3 separate regions of the Mus musculus genome follow, and regions 1 and 2 are each linked to region 3. The links are chromatin contacts, called in public Hi-C and promoter capture Hi-C maps. All regions are on one chromosome and are shown on one strand. The core of a region is the stretch at or near the end of the contact, and the rest is flanking DNA. Distances in the headings are between cores, read along the strand shown. Region 1 overlaps Arhgap6 (Rho GTPase activating protein 6). Region 2 has its middle 4.3 kb from the start of Gm25651. Region 3 holds the start of Hccs (holocytochrome c synthetase).

Evidence for each region. Promoter capture Hi-C pulls out the DNA fragments that hold promoters and counts their contacts. A called contact is a pair of places that touch in the nucleus more often than the background predicts.
Region 1: a contact with region 3 is called in a promoter capture Hi-C map of the HPC-7 cell line. The contact joins the enhancer-like site here to the promoter of Hccs in region 3. A contact is called at or near these places in 1 of 39 promoter capture datasets (the HPC-7 cell line and HPC-7-derived erythroid cells) and 2 of 484 Hi-C or Micro-C datasets (the MNK3 cell line and hematopoietic stem and progenitor cells).
Region 2: a Hi-C map of uterus shows a contact between it and region 3, with 2.9 times the contacts expected there. The contact joins the enhancer-like site here to the promoter of Hccs in region 3. A contact is called at or near these places in 7 of 39 promoter capture datasets (the 3T3-L1 cell line, cranial neural crest, embryonic stem cells and 2 more), 1 of 15 datasets of contacts at CTCF or cohesin (the NIH/3T3 cell line), 12 of 484 Hi-C or Micro-C datasets (the 3T3-L1 cell line, 3T3-L1-derived adipocytes, the HL-1 cell line and 6 more), 2 of 115 datasets of contacts at active chromatin or transcription factors (the NIH/3T3 cell line and embryonic stem cells) and 1 of 9 other capture datasets (adipose tissue).

The regions. Positions count from the first base shown.
Region 1 is chrX:169,045,040-169,049,301 of GRCm38.p6, reverse strand. The region is part of intron 1 of Arhgap6 (Rho GTPase activating protein 6); the gene reads right to left. Among named protein-coding and RNA genes, the nearest start is that of Amelx, 140 kb to the left of the region's middle. Within about 2 kb of position 1,496, at least 5 of the 459 cell types and tissues checked have an H3K27ac peak or open chromatin away from gene starts, as enhancers often do. A contact at or near this core is called in the HPC-7 cell line, where this site is marked.
Region 2 is chrX:169,689,657-169,693,619 of GRCm38.p6, reverse strand. It overlaps a transcript of Mid1 not described here. Among named protein-coding and RNA genes, the nearest start is that of Gm25651, 4.3 kb to the left of the region's middle. Within about 2 kb of position 1,834, at least 23 of the 459 cell types and tissues checked have an H3K27ac peak or open chromatin away from gene starts, as enhancers often do. A contact at or near this core is called in the NIH/3T3 cell line, adipose tissue and uterus, where this site is marked.
Region 3 is chrX:169,318,883-169,322,984 of GRCm38.p6, reverse strand. It overlaps Hccs (holocytochrome c synthetase), which reads left to right and starts at 2,613. Exons shown (of 7, transcript NM_001331049.1): 1 at 2,613-3,009; 2 at 3,395-3,547. The coding sequence starts at 3,436. It overlaps Gm15246 (predicted gene 15246), which reads right to left and starts at 2,590. Exons shown (of 6, transcript NM_001361166.1): 1 at 2,288-2,590; 2 at 143-235.

The DNA.
Region 1 (4,262 bases), core at 247-2,746, 270 kb after region 3:
TCTACTTAAACATGAACATGTTTTTATAATATTCTTTTAAAATGTATTCCTATACTATTGCTGTGGGCTTGGGGTAACTGTAAGGAAATGTAAGGAAGATGAAATTCTACCTCTCCTAAAAGAATTAACTGACAAAATTGAAAGAAAAATGGGATAGATGTATTTCTATCTTCTTAAAAATATTAGTGCTCTCAGATATTTGATTAAACATCTCTCTTTCTCTGTCTCTCCGTCTCTGTCTCTCCCTGTCTCTCTCTGTGTATGTGTGTGTGTGTGTGTGTGTGTGTGTGTGTGTGTGTGTGTGTGTGTGTGTGTAGTGAGTGCATTCCTACATTTCTTAACTTTCTTCCCTCACCTTTTTGGCAGCTCCATCTTGAAAGGAAAGCATTTTCCTTACCCAAGATAACAGTAGCTTTGTAAATGTGGTTTGCTCTGGCCAATGAATGGGAAGTAAGAGAAAACAGCAATGTGCTAACCTGCATATGCCTTGAGAGTATGAAGTTGGTTGTACTTGTCTTCTTGTGCTTCTACTTCTGTGGCTCTCCTAGGTAAACCTCATCTCACGATCCTGAACTCCAGAATAGATACACATGCAGCAAGAGCTCTCAACAGAGCAATGTTTGCTGGGACTGATTTACGGACCTCCAATTAAATAGCTGAGCTCTACCTATATAAGCCAGTCCAGGTGACCCACTGATCCATGAAGATTGATGGTGGTATTTGATACCACTGAATGTCAGAGTAGTCTGTCAAACAGCATTAGTATGACAATAGTTAACTGATACAAACACAATTCTACATTCATATAACACACTATAAAGTAAGTGTTATTACCACCAATCCTTTATATTGATACTGCATTTAATAAAAAAGTACAGAGAGTACAGCAGTTCTCAACCTGTGGGTTATGACCCCTTTGAGATTCCAATGATCTTTTCATAAGTGTCACCTAAGACCGTTAGAAAACACAGATATTTACATTATGAATTACAGCAGTAGAAAATTTAGAGTTATTAAGTAGCAATGAAAATAACTTTGAGGTCACCACAACATGAGGAACTGTATTAAAGCTTTAGGAAGGTTGAGAACCACTGTCCTAGAAGATCCCATAGTTCTTCAAATCGAAGATGTCCTTAGACTCTCAAGAAGAGCCTATTATTCTTTTACAAATATTTGCAATGCATGATGTTAAGGAGTTCTGGCAATGTAGTCTTAGTTGCCTACCTTACTGAAAGTAGAAGGCTAGTTCCCATATGTCTAGGTTGTAAAAATAATCTCCCTTTCCAATATGCATCAAAGCATAATCATATAGTGAAACATCCCTAACTGAAGTAAAAGTGTGCTATGTTTGCAGAATCAGATAGCATCAGCACTTGTGACACCTTTTTAAAAAAAATGGTGAGAACCAAATAAATGCAGGAAGTCTTTATGGCTGTGTCCTAATGATAAGGTTTCACTCTGCAGCCATCCTGAAAGAAAAAACAGCAATTACAGGGTTTTTAAGCCAGTTAATCTTGATAAGGGACAATCTTTTCCCCAGGAGAGGTCTGCGAACTGCCACTCCCTTTAAACCAAGTGAGTAAGAATGCATGTGTGCCATGAGTGCCAGTGTTTACATGACGACTGTGCTGCCCAGAGCCACTGCAAATACACGAGGAGCTTGAGTTTGTCCTTGTTCATAAATACTTTTGGAAAACTGATGAAGAACAGCTGCCAGTTCACATGCACCTTTTCTAGGTGGCAGGGAGTTCAACCATGCCCTGTGGTGTCTTTCCTGAAACGGATGTTCCATTAGAACACTCACGTAAAGAAAACAAGAGACACATTCAGGCAGGGTTGAATTTTGCCATGTTTCAATCAAAATTACTTTTCTGGTGAGAATTATAATATCACAACAGTTAGCCAAATATATCAAAAAGAATGTCATTCATTTCTGGTTGTGGTGGCGGTGGTAGTTGTGGTGGTTGTTAACCAGAATATCAAAATACTGCTTACCTCTTATCAATTTACTTTCTTTTCCCTGTTATTCCTGATCAATGAGCAATGGGATCAGGAATGTTGCCAATATGGGAAGGATAGAGAGAATAATTTAAGAGATGCCATTTTATAGGGAGTAGTTCAGTACATAGATTATAAAGGTGTCTTTTAAAGGATTAAGTGAAATGATATAGGTAGGCTATTAATTTTTAAAGGCAAGTATTCAACAAATATTGGCTATCATCATGACTACGGTCAAACTAAATATTTCTAAAAGATAAAAACATAAAACTATTGATTAATTTCTTTGACAGTAATGCATGTATCAAGCATACATCAGGCACATGCTTCAAGTGGCCAAGAAAGCAGAGTCAGGATATGGTCCATGGTTCTGGCCTCTGCATCTTTCTTCATATGTTCCAATGTTTTTTGTATGTTATATTCAAAGAAACAATTAAAAGCAAGAAAGATATCATAAATATATGTGTGTGTGTTTTAAGCTATTTGTTTTTCTAATTTGATCTGACACAAACTTATATAGCCATTTTCCTGCAGTTGTTATTATTGTGCCTTTTTGAAGCTGCATAAAATTCCATTGTATATGTGTACCTCATTTTTGGTATCCATTTCTGGCTATTGTGAATGATGCAACAAGAAGCATAGATATTCAAGTGTCTACTTGCTATGTCAACATCACATAGTAATTCTAGTTTTGACTTTTTTCTTTTTCCTTTTTTCAGAAGGCTCCATGCACATTCCCACAGTAGCTCTATCGGTTCATTTTCCCACTGTAAGTTCGTAACGGTTGTTCCTTCTCTACAGTCTCACGAACATTTGTTGGCCTTTGTCTTTTCTGTTGCTTGTTTTTGTTATGATAAGCTATTCTGAATACAGTAAAATGGAGTCTCAAAGCAATTTTAGTTTTTATTTCCATGATAGCTAAAGCTCTTGACCCTGTCTCTCCCTTTGAGCATTTATTGGCCATTTGTATTTTTTTCTTCTTAGAACTATTGAGTTCATTAGCCCATTTACTAACTGGATCATTTTGTGTTTAATTTTACAGTCTTCATATACACTAAGTGTCAACTCTCTGTCTGATATATAATTGGCATATATATATCTTGCATTGTAAAGAAAATCATTACAAAATGAAAAGGCCAGCTCACAGAATGAGGTAAAAGATCTCAGAAATTGTAATTTTCCCTTTGCCAAATTAACTAGGTTACAAGGGGGGGCCAACTGCAGTCTTTGGCTGCAACTAGTCCATAACTGAAAGACATAAGTAACAATACTTTAAAGCTAAAAACTAAAACTATACTTCTCAATTAGAAAAGACTAAATTAATTCTTTGTTTTCCACTGTTTAGAAAACACAATACATTAGACTAGTGTCATGAGCTTAGAGGGAAAATGGTCCATTTTAGTTTTGTTTTTATTAGTAAAATTTGTTCAGAGCACTCTTGATAGTGTTCTTCTAAGTTTTATATATATTTGTGTGTATATATATATATACATATATATATATATATATATATATATATATATAAAATTTCATAACATAAGTGAATATTAGATCCTTAAATGAATACTTACTGGGATATATAGTGTAGGTCAGTGGAGTTTGCGTAATACATGAATAGTTTAAACATTCTAATTAACACTTTAAGAAACTTTGAAGCCCTCTGAAAGAATAATGGATCTTTCACAAGTAAGTAACTCCTAAGGCATCATACACTCAGGCTGGTTATCTCTGTTTGCCAACAAGTTCCCCCCCCCCCCCCACAACAAAAGAAAATAAAACATCTACTCTCTGTTGGGGGGGTGTTCTTCCTTAGACACACATCTCAGTAGGATATTTGGGCTGTTTCAAGAAGGAGATAGGAAAATGAAAAACCAAGATGTCAGGGTTTGAATGGATTATTTCCCTCTGCTTTTGCTTCTCCAGATTTTGCCTTGTGAACACATTGGTAGTATCTCTTCCAATCAGTGCTAAGTCAGGTTCTCATACTGCTGCTCCTTCCATGACAAGTGCTCCACATAGCTTATTACTGAGTGCCTTGCCACCCTTCATTGCCTGCCTCACTTCTGCCAACATGTCAAAAATAGTTCACTCCTCAAGTTGAGCATTCTGAGTTCCTTTCTGTTTGGATCTTAACACTATGATTTCCTTTATGATTCAATAGCTTAAAGTAAGAGGAAAAGTGTCATTTCTTTTGAAATGAAAGTCAAGGCTTTTTTGTTCAGACCATCATTTGACATTTTGTTCAGACCATCAACACCAAGATC
Region 2 (3,963 bases), core at 585-3,084, 370 kb before region 3:
TACAGACTATGAAAACAAGGTAAGTTACTTTCTTACACTTTCCTCTGACTGGAATGGGAAAATGTGTGTGTGTGTGTGTGTGTGTGTGTGTGTGTGTGTGTGTGTGTATGTGTGTACATGCATGTGTGCTTCTGCACACATTCACACATGCATATAGGTATGGACACATATATTGTGCCTTAGTGAGTTTGTCTGAATCAGATGACAACCCTACATGAGTCAGTTCTCACCTTCCACAATGTAGGTCCAAGAATCCATCTCAGGTTGTCAGGCTTGGTGGTAAGGAATTTAAACCCACTGAGCCTTTGTCAGCTCCAGATGAAATAAGTTTGAATTCAAATTTACTATGAGACTCTTCTTTATTCATGCCCCTCTATTTGTTACTTATGGAACACAAAATCTTTGTCTTAAACAGTACAGAAGAATTGTTAATTTTATTTGCAGTTAGCGACTTCAGGTCTCTGCATTGCATTCTCTCCTTTCTCAGTCATGAGGTAGTAGGTGCTCTTTTCCCCCAGCTCTCTAAATGTTTCCCTTTGGGACACAATCTTTTTCTCTTTTCCATTCTCATGAATTCAATATTCAGAGAGAACAAGAAACACATAGATGCCATGGGGAAAGAAATCATTGCAACCTCACATAGCCACCAATATTCTCTCTGCACTCTCAGAATCAACCAATTAGTCCTTGTCTTAATTCTCTGGCAAGTCTCAGAACTTTCACAATCCTCAAATTATCATCTTCCAAAATTCTTCCCTTAGGAAATTCCTGGCAACTTCCTGGCTCCTTGCAATCCTAGGACCTGAGTAAGAGCTCCATTTTATGGTGTAATATGAAAGTGCTCTTCCAGATGGATTATTGTGGACTATTTTACAACTTATAAGACCAAGTATGCATGGTCATGGCCTCCCGAGATTGTCTAATTATTGGGCTGAGGAGAGTCATATTAGTATTCATTACACCTAAGATCAATCCTTGCTCAGATTTTTGATCATATTTGACGGTGTTTGTTTTTCATATGTTAGAGCTTTTGTATCATGGAATCCTATAGCTTTAGGCCTTTACTAGCCAAAAGGTAAGGCAAAATTGCTGATGAAAGGGACTCTGGAATACAGCCAGTCCATTGGAATGAAAATGATAGAGCTGGCTGCCACTAAACTTATCTGTACTGGACACGTGAATAAACTAGAGGGCAAGCAAATTGCTCAGCAGTCTGTCAGGACAAGATAAATACGTAAAGAAGTCGATAGCAAAGCCTTTCAAGGTGAACTGAGAGAAGCAAACGCACACAACTCTGGTCAGTGAACAAAAGAAAACAAGCAAGTTCCCTTGGGTCAATTAGCCAGAAATGCAGTTTCTTTTAACATGCTGTGCTGATGTGAACCTATGAATCACACAACCCTCAAAGACAGAATCTTACAACAAGCCAGGGTACTTTAGTCATAACGCCATCTCTGGAAAAGGTCAGAAGAGTAGAAAATTTCATCTTTGTAATTTTTGTGTACCTAAAGGGCCAATTATCTATTAAACAACTATAGAGTGATCATTTCAAGGAAGCACTAAAAGAGTCTTTAAAAATAGTCAGTGGATTCCAGTGATTTACGTCATAAAGAAGCAGACTATCTTAAGTAACACATGGACAATAAAAGCAAGCAGATGTTTGTACTCTAGTGAGGGCACTAATGGATGTGCTATGGCACTGTGTCAAAGTGAAGTTTGCCATCAACTGAATTACCCACTAGAGCTTTAAATAGAGCTGCACAATTGAGCCAACAACTGGTAAGCTGTTCCCAGCCACTCTGAGCATTAGTCCTTCATGCAGGTAACAATGAATAATTCACTGTTAACACACTGTGTCAAAACAGTGTTTGGAAAGAGGCCTTGAGATGTGTGATACACTATAATATGCAGACTTGCCCTAAAAAAAGTTACTCGGGGTACTGAGTTATAAACATAAGTTATTGTGAGCAAAAATGCCAGTGACTTGGATTTGGGATTTCATGCAAGAGCTGTCTGGAAGTTACCAAGTGAAGCCCTAGTACTTTAAGTAATGCTTAACAATAGAAATGGATCCACAGAGCTCTCAGTTTTTACTTCCCTCTCAGATGTGTAAAGTATTTTATAAATACTAAGCCAGGTGCTGCCGGTTTAATTAATGACTCAGAGGAGTATGGGAAGCATGTGGAGGATTAACTCTTAAAGCCATCAGGCTATTGTTCATTGACCTAGAATAGCTATTTACTAACTCTGGAGAGGGCAGACTGCTCTGTAGCACCCAAGAAGTCCTGGATTCTCTGTCACTCATGCTGTTTTTGAAGAAACGCCTTTTATTTTTTTAAAAGCAAATTGCATTTATACTCATATGGCAGAAGATTAGACAAATTCTACCATCCTCATGGGTCAGTTTTACTTATTCTTAGGAACCTACAAATTGGCCAGAAACTTTTGAATGTAACAGTACCTTCTCATATTTTCTTGCTTCTAATTTCCCAGCTTCCCTGGTCTGATGTGTTGTTGTTGCCAAATTTTTCCTTTTTAATCTCTTCCTTAATTGACTTTTTTCATTTTTTGCTGTTCATTTCTCAAAATTTTAAAGCATTTTATTTGAAGTGTCTTTCCCATCCTTTCTTTTGTCTTCTTTCATTTTCTGCTTCCTGTATTTTCTATTTCCTGAAAATATGTGCCTTGCCAGTTGTATTGACCCTTTCATCCTGTACCTTGTTGTTTGGTGGGATTTTGCTTCCAAGGAAATGACTGTCATGTATCTCTTTGAATTGTACCACCAACACTTAATACAGATGTTTATGGCATAATTTTAACATGTCCTCTGAGAGATTATACAGCCAGTGAATGGAACCATAAAAATTCAGCCTCAAAACGTTTATCTTTCCTATTCCACTGATCGACAAATAATTCATCCTCCTTCCGAAATCCAGGTTACCTAGCCGGACTCTCAACTTTAAGAGTACTACAACTATTTCTATAGTTATGTAAATTAAATCTGTCCTGGAAGTTTTATTTTGCATTTCTTTGTCAGACACTATTTCCTGTTCAAGACTTTAGTTACCTCTAATGATTTCAACTCTGAAATATCATGAAAATTGATCTCTCTTCACTTCTGCCACCACAGCACAAGTATATGTAGATATCTTCTTCCCCAGGCAGCTTTCCTTGTTCCTGTTTGATCCACACCGAATCACTCTGCCATACCTTATATCTGACCCGTTTTCTATGTTGCTGTCAATGTGGACTTTTCCAAAGACAAATGTCACCCTGATCAGCTAAACCTTCCTACTGCGATATTATGGACGTGGCTCCAGATTAGACCTTTTATTTCTTTCATAACACCTTTATTATTTGTTATGTTATATTTTATCCATGTTTATTTCTTATGATAGAATATCATCTACATAAATACATGTTCCACTTAAACCTTAGTCTGTAAGGTGATAAATATTGTTATAAGGACATTGAGTATTCTCTTTGCACCTGAAGTCTGAAACTACTTAAGAGGTTTATCTCACCTATAATTGTTATTTTACGGATGAAGATAAGGCAGATACAAACTTAAATATTCATTCTTAATATGCCTAAAGGAGTGCTTTCAATAAATGAAGAATGAAATGGTTCTACTATAGATTCTTTTTTTTCCCTTTCATAGGGGCATATAATTATAAAAGAGGGTATCATAAACTTGGTGGAAATACTTCAAATATAGGGGGCACTTGATCTACATTTGGTGAAGCTGTACCTCTTTAACATGTATGAAATAATAAAGTGCTTATCTATGTACCCAAAGATATCGGACTAAATCAAATTCCCAAGAAGTTTAAATCACATGGCATAACCATTGTGCAAATCTTCTGAAGAAACTTGGGAAACACTACCATTGTTTTGTTTTGTAACTTTGAGCCAAGGCTATCAGTTGGAGTAAACTTATCTGCTCTCTGATAGTTTATACAC
Region 3 (4,102 bases), core at 1,364-3,863:
TTAGTCAGTTAAAGCGTGCTAGGTGATTCATAAACACCTTTTTTTTTTCTGAGATGATGTTCTCACTATGTAGCCTAGCTTGCTTGGTACTCACTATAAAAACTAGACCAGGCTGGCCTTGAGCTCACAGAAACTCACATACCTCTGCCTCCTGTAGGCTGGGATCAAATGCTTGCTCTTACCACACAGGGCAATAAATATTTCTTATCAAGGGTCTTTCACGATGGTCAGGAATCTAAGAAAACAAGTTGTAGAAAGTTATTTCGATTCTGGAATGCTAATTGCTTAGGAAACCCCCATCATCTAACAAAGCTGGGGGAACTTTTCAAAGCACCATGGTCATGGCTAACAGACACATAAAACCAAATATTTCTTTGTTACAAGACCTTTTCTGTACAAATCTGTAGTGAAACCTGAATGTATTTGAAATAGCTCCAAACAGAAATTTCTTCTTCAATCAAGTTTTCACTATCAGTCTCCCCCCCATCAATCTCTATCAAATAATGTTTAAAATCAAACATGATTTAGAGTATCTCTTTAGATGAAGTGTACTGTTAGTTGATCTTTAAATTATTTGAATACAGATTCCCAAAGAACAAAGCCTTCGTTCAGCACTTTTGTATTCCCAGCAGTATCTAAAATACCTGGTATGTTATATGTTCTCTGACCCGCTGTGGAACTAGTGATATTGTCTTTATACCCAAGGCATACCAATTCTCTGTTCTCTGGCCGTGATCCTGAGAGAGAGAGACCTCCTACTGCCTCCGATCTTGGAAAACCTTAGAATCTCAGGAACAAGAAAGGTATGATTCTTCTAATCAATTATATTAAAAAGTGAGAACTGTGGGAGATAACCGGAAATGGTTATGAGGATCTCTATGAGAGAAGGCAGAGTGTAAGAGAAGCAATAATTGTGGGATAGAATGGATAATTGTGACACAATAAAGAATTTTGAGGAAGGATATAGAATTTAGAAAGGGCCAAAGGGCCGGGGAAAAGAATTAAATATTTTAAAAGTGGAGACAACATGAACATGTTGAACGAGAGAAGAATTGTAGAACACATAGGAAAATTTAAAAAAAATGTATAACACAAATTTTAAAATGTTTTAACACAAATAGATAATATATATTATGCAATTACGTTGTTACCTGTGAAATCATAGACGCAGAAACATCAAAACAGAATTAACAGACTAGATTTATGTATTCCCAACCTATGGCTCACGATCTGTAAATCAGATATTTACATTATTATTCATAACAGTAACAAAATTATAGTTATGTAGTGGTAACAATAATTTTATACTTGCGAGGATCATCAGAACATGAAGATCTGTATTAAAGGGTTGGAGCTTTGAGAGGTTAGAACCACTGCCTTAGAAGAAGTTGTACCACTTGGACCGACAATGCTCCCCACAAGAACCAAAGACTAGCAAAAAACCAGACTATCACTGAAGAGGGGGCATAACACTTTAAGATCCAGAGTACCAGGAAGTCTGCTGTGGACCAACGCTCCTAGAAATGTCTTCATAAAGAAGACCTAAACAATGGTCACATTAATATGAAAGGGGGCCATTTTCATGGGGTCCCACAGAACTCAAAGCAGGAACCTGAAGCCACCAAGGAATCAAAAGCCATGGAGGCCATGGAGGTACACCACATACTGGCTTGCTTGGTCCCATGGCTCACTTTGCTTTCTTAATATAAGCTAGCCCATCGGTGGTACCGGATACAGATATGGAGAAAATGTCCCCATAGGCTTGCCCACTGGGCCGTCTGATGAAGACAGTGACTCCATTCAAGTTAACAAAAACCTAACCAATACAATAACCATCTCCTATCTGCTGGTTTACCCTACACAAGTAATATAAAAACGTACTTTGTGTAATATGAAATATACTACTTAGATGAAGGCTGTGAATTCCATGGAGTACACTCACAACGGTTGCCAGAGTCCTTGAAAGGACTAGGCGGTGGAAGTTTAAGTGCGTCTACTTAATTATAGCACTTTATTCCACAAATAAGCACAAATATCGCTTGTTCATTAAAAAATACAAGTTGAGCGGGCGGTGGTGGCGCACGCCTTTAATCCCAGCCTTCAGGAGGCAGAGGCAGAGGCAGGCGGATTTCTGAGTTCGAGGCCAGCCTGGTCTACACAGTGAGTTCCAGGACAGCCAGGGCTACACAGAGAAACCCTGTCTCGAAAAACCAAAAAAGAAAAAATACAAGTTGACCTTTCAAGAACCTAAGGAGATGACTTAGAAAAACACAGCGACGTGCCTTACCCCTCGGAAGCGACACCCCGCGGTTCCCTAACTTCTCACCCTGAGCGGCTTACCGGCCGGCCGGCGGAGTTAAAAAACACCGCCTGGCCCGTAGGGGCGGAGACGGAGAGAAGGCTCGGGCGCCTATAGGCCGCGGAGCGAGAAGGGGTGGACCGACCCGCCCTTAAACACACCGCCCCGCACGTAGGGGCGGAGACGGAGAGAAGGCTCGGGCGGCTCGAGGCCTCGGAGCGGAAGGGGGTGGGAGCGATCCGCCCGACCTGACGACCGTTCCTCTCCTCAGCGCGAGCTTGCCTCGTGCTCCCGGAAGTCCCGCCTTCGGAACAGGAAGTAACGGCGCCCGAGAACGCCGGCTGTGACCGGACGTTAGCGGTGACCCCGCGTGAGGAAAAACCGCGGGTGCAGCCGAGCGACTTCGGCTGGGCGGTTCGACGCGCTCGCGGCCGCGCCGCGCGGGACAAGTCGGAGCGGAGACTTGGGGGCAGGGCGGCGCCCGGGTTCGGCTGGAGCCGGCGGCTGCCGAGTGAGTTCGGCTGGGCAGGTTGACGCGCTCGGGGCCGCGCGGCGCGGGACAGTCGGCGAGGTGACTTGGGGACAGGACGGCGTCCGGGTCCGGCTGGAGCCGGTGCACTGTGCAGACCGCGGTGCCGGTGGGACGCGCATAGACGGGAAGGCAACACTGGTGGCTTCCTGCCCTTCGCCGCTCCTTGCCTCCCGTTTTGGTGACTTTTTTTTTTTTAACCTTCCTATTTTCCCTGAGGCGCCTGCCCTACTGGGAACACGGGTTCGAGGCTAGTTCAGTGTATTTTCCCTTGGACCCCACCATCAAGACTACACCCGTCTTCACGACGTGGTTGCATCTTACAAGTTTCCAGACTCTGGCACGGGTCCCCAAATGGTGGCATAGGCTTCAAGGTATTTTCCCAATGGAGGCACTGTTTTCAAAGTGTCCCCTCACCACCCCCCACCCCCACCCCCGAACCAGTGCCCTACCTCTTACTCTCCCAAGGGATGGTGAAAAAAAGCCAGGGCCAGCCAGGATCAGAATAACAAGGGGATATCAACTGTTTAGCCTCCACGTTTTAATCTGATTTCTTGCTTTGGCAGCTGGGTATTTTAGATTGGGAGTGACCCCTGTGATTCCAGCCATGGGTGCCTCAGCATCTTCTCCTGCTACTGCAGTAAACGCCTCGAATGCTTCAGATGGTCAGCCAGCTTCACCACCTTCAGGATGCCCGATGCATAAAGGGCAAAGGAAAGGTAACTTGCCTGTCTCGAAAATTAAAAGAAAGCTAGTGATTCTAGAGCGGTGGTTCTCAAACCTTCCTAATGCTGGACCCTTTGACCCAGTTCTGCACGTTGTGGTGACTCAACCACAACATTATTTTCCTTTCAACGTCATTACTGTAAGTTTGCTTCTGTTCTGACTCGTCATGGAAATATTGTTGGAGATAGTGCGTTGCCAGAGGGGTCAACCCACAGGCTGAGAGCCACAGTTCTAGAGTTGTAGCTTGGTAGTGAGGCTTGCAAAGCGGGACTAAGGCACTCTGGGGCTGGTCCAATTTGGCTGCTCACTAGATATTATCATAAACAATTTTTTTTATATCTCACAGTCTGTCATCTATGCAATTTTTCCTTAAATCAGCCTTGTCTTTCCAAAGTTTACCAGTGCCTACATCAGTGGCTTTCAGCTATGCATGTAAAGAGCCATCATTGAATACATATTTTGGTTCTCACAACTGAGAGGAAATGGTTCTGCTGACATAGACTGGGGTGGTATTAGATAGTGCTAAATAGACATCATACAGCCTCAGA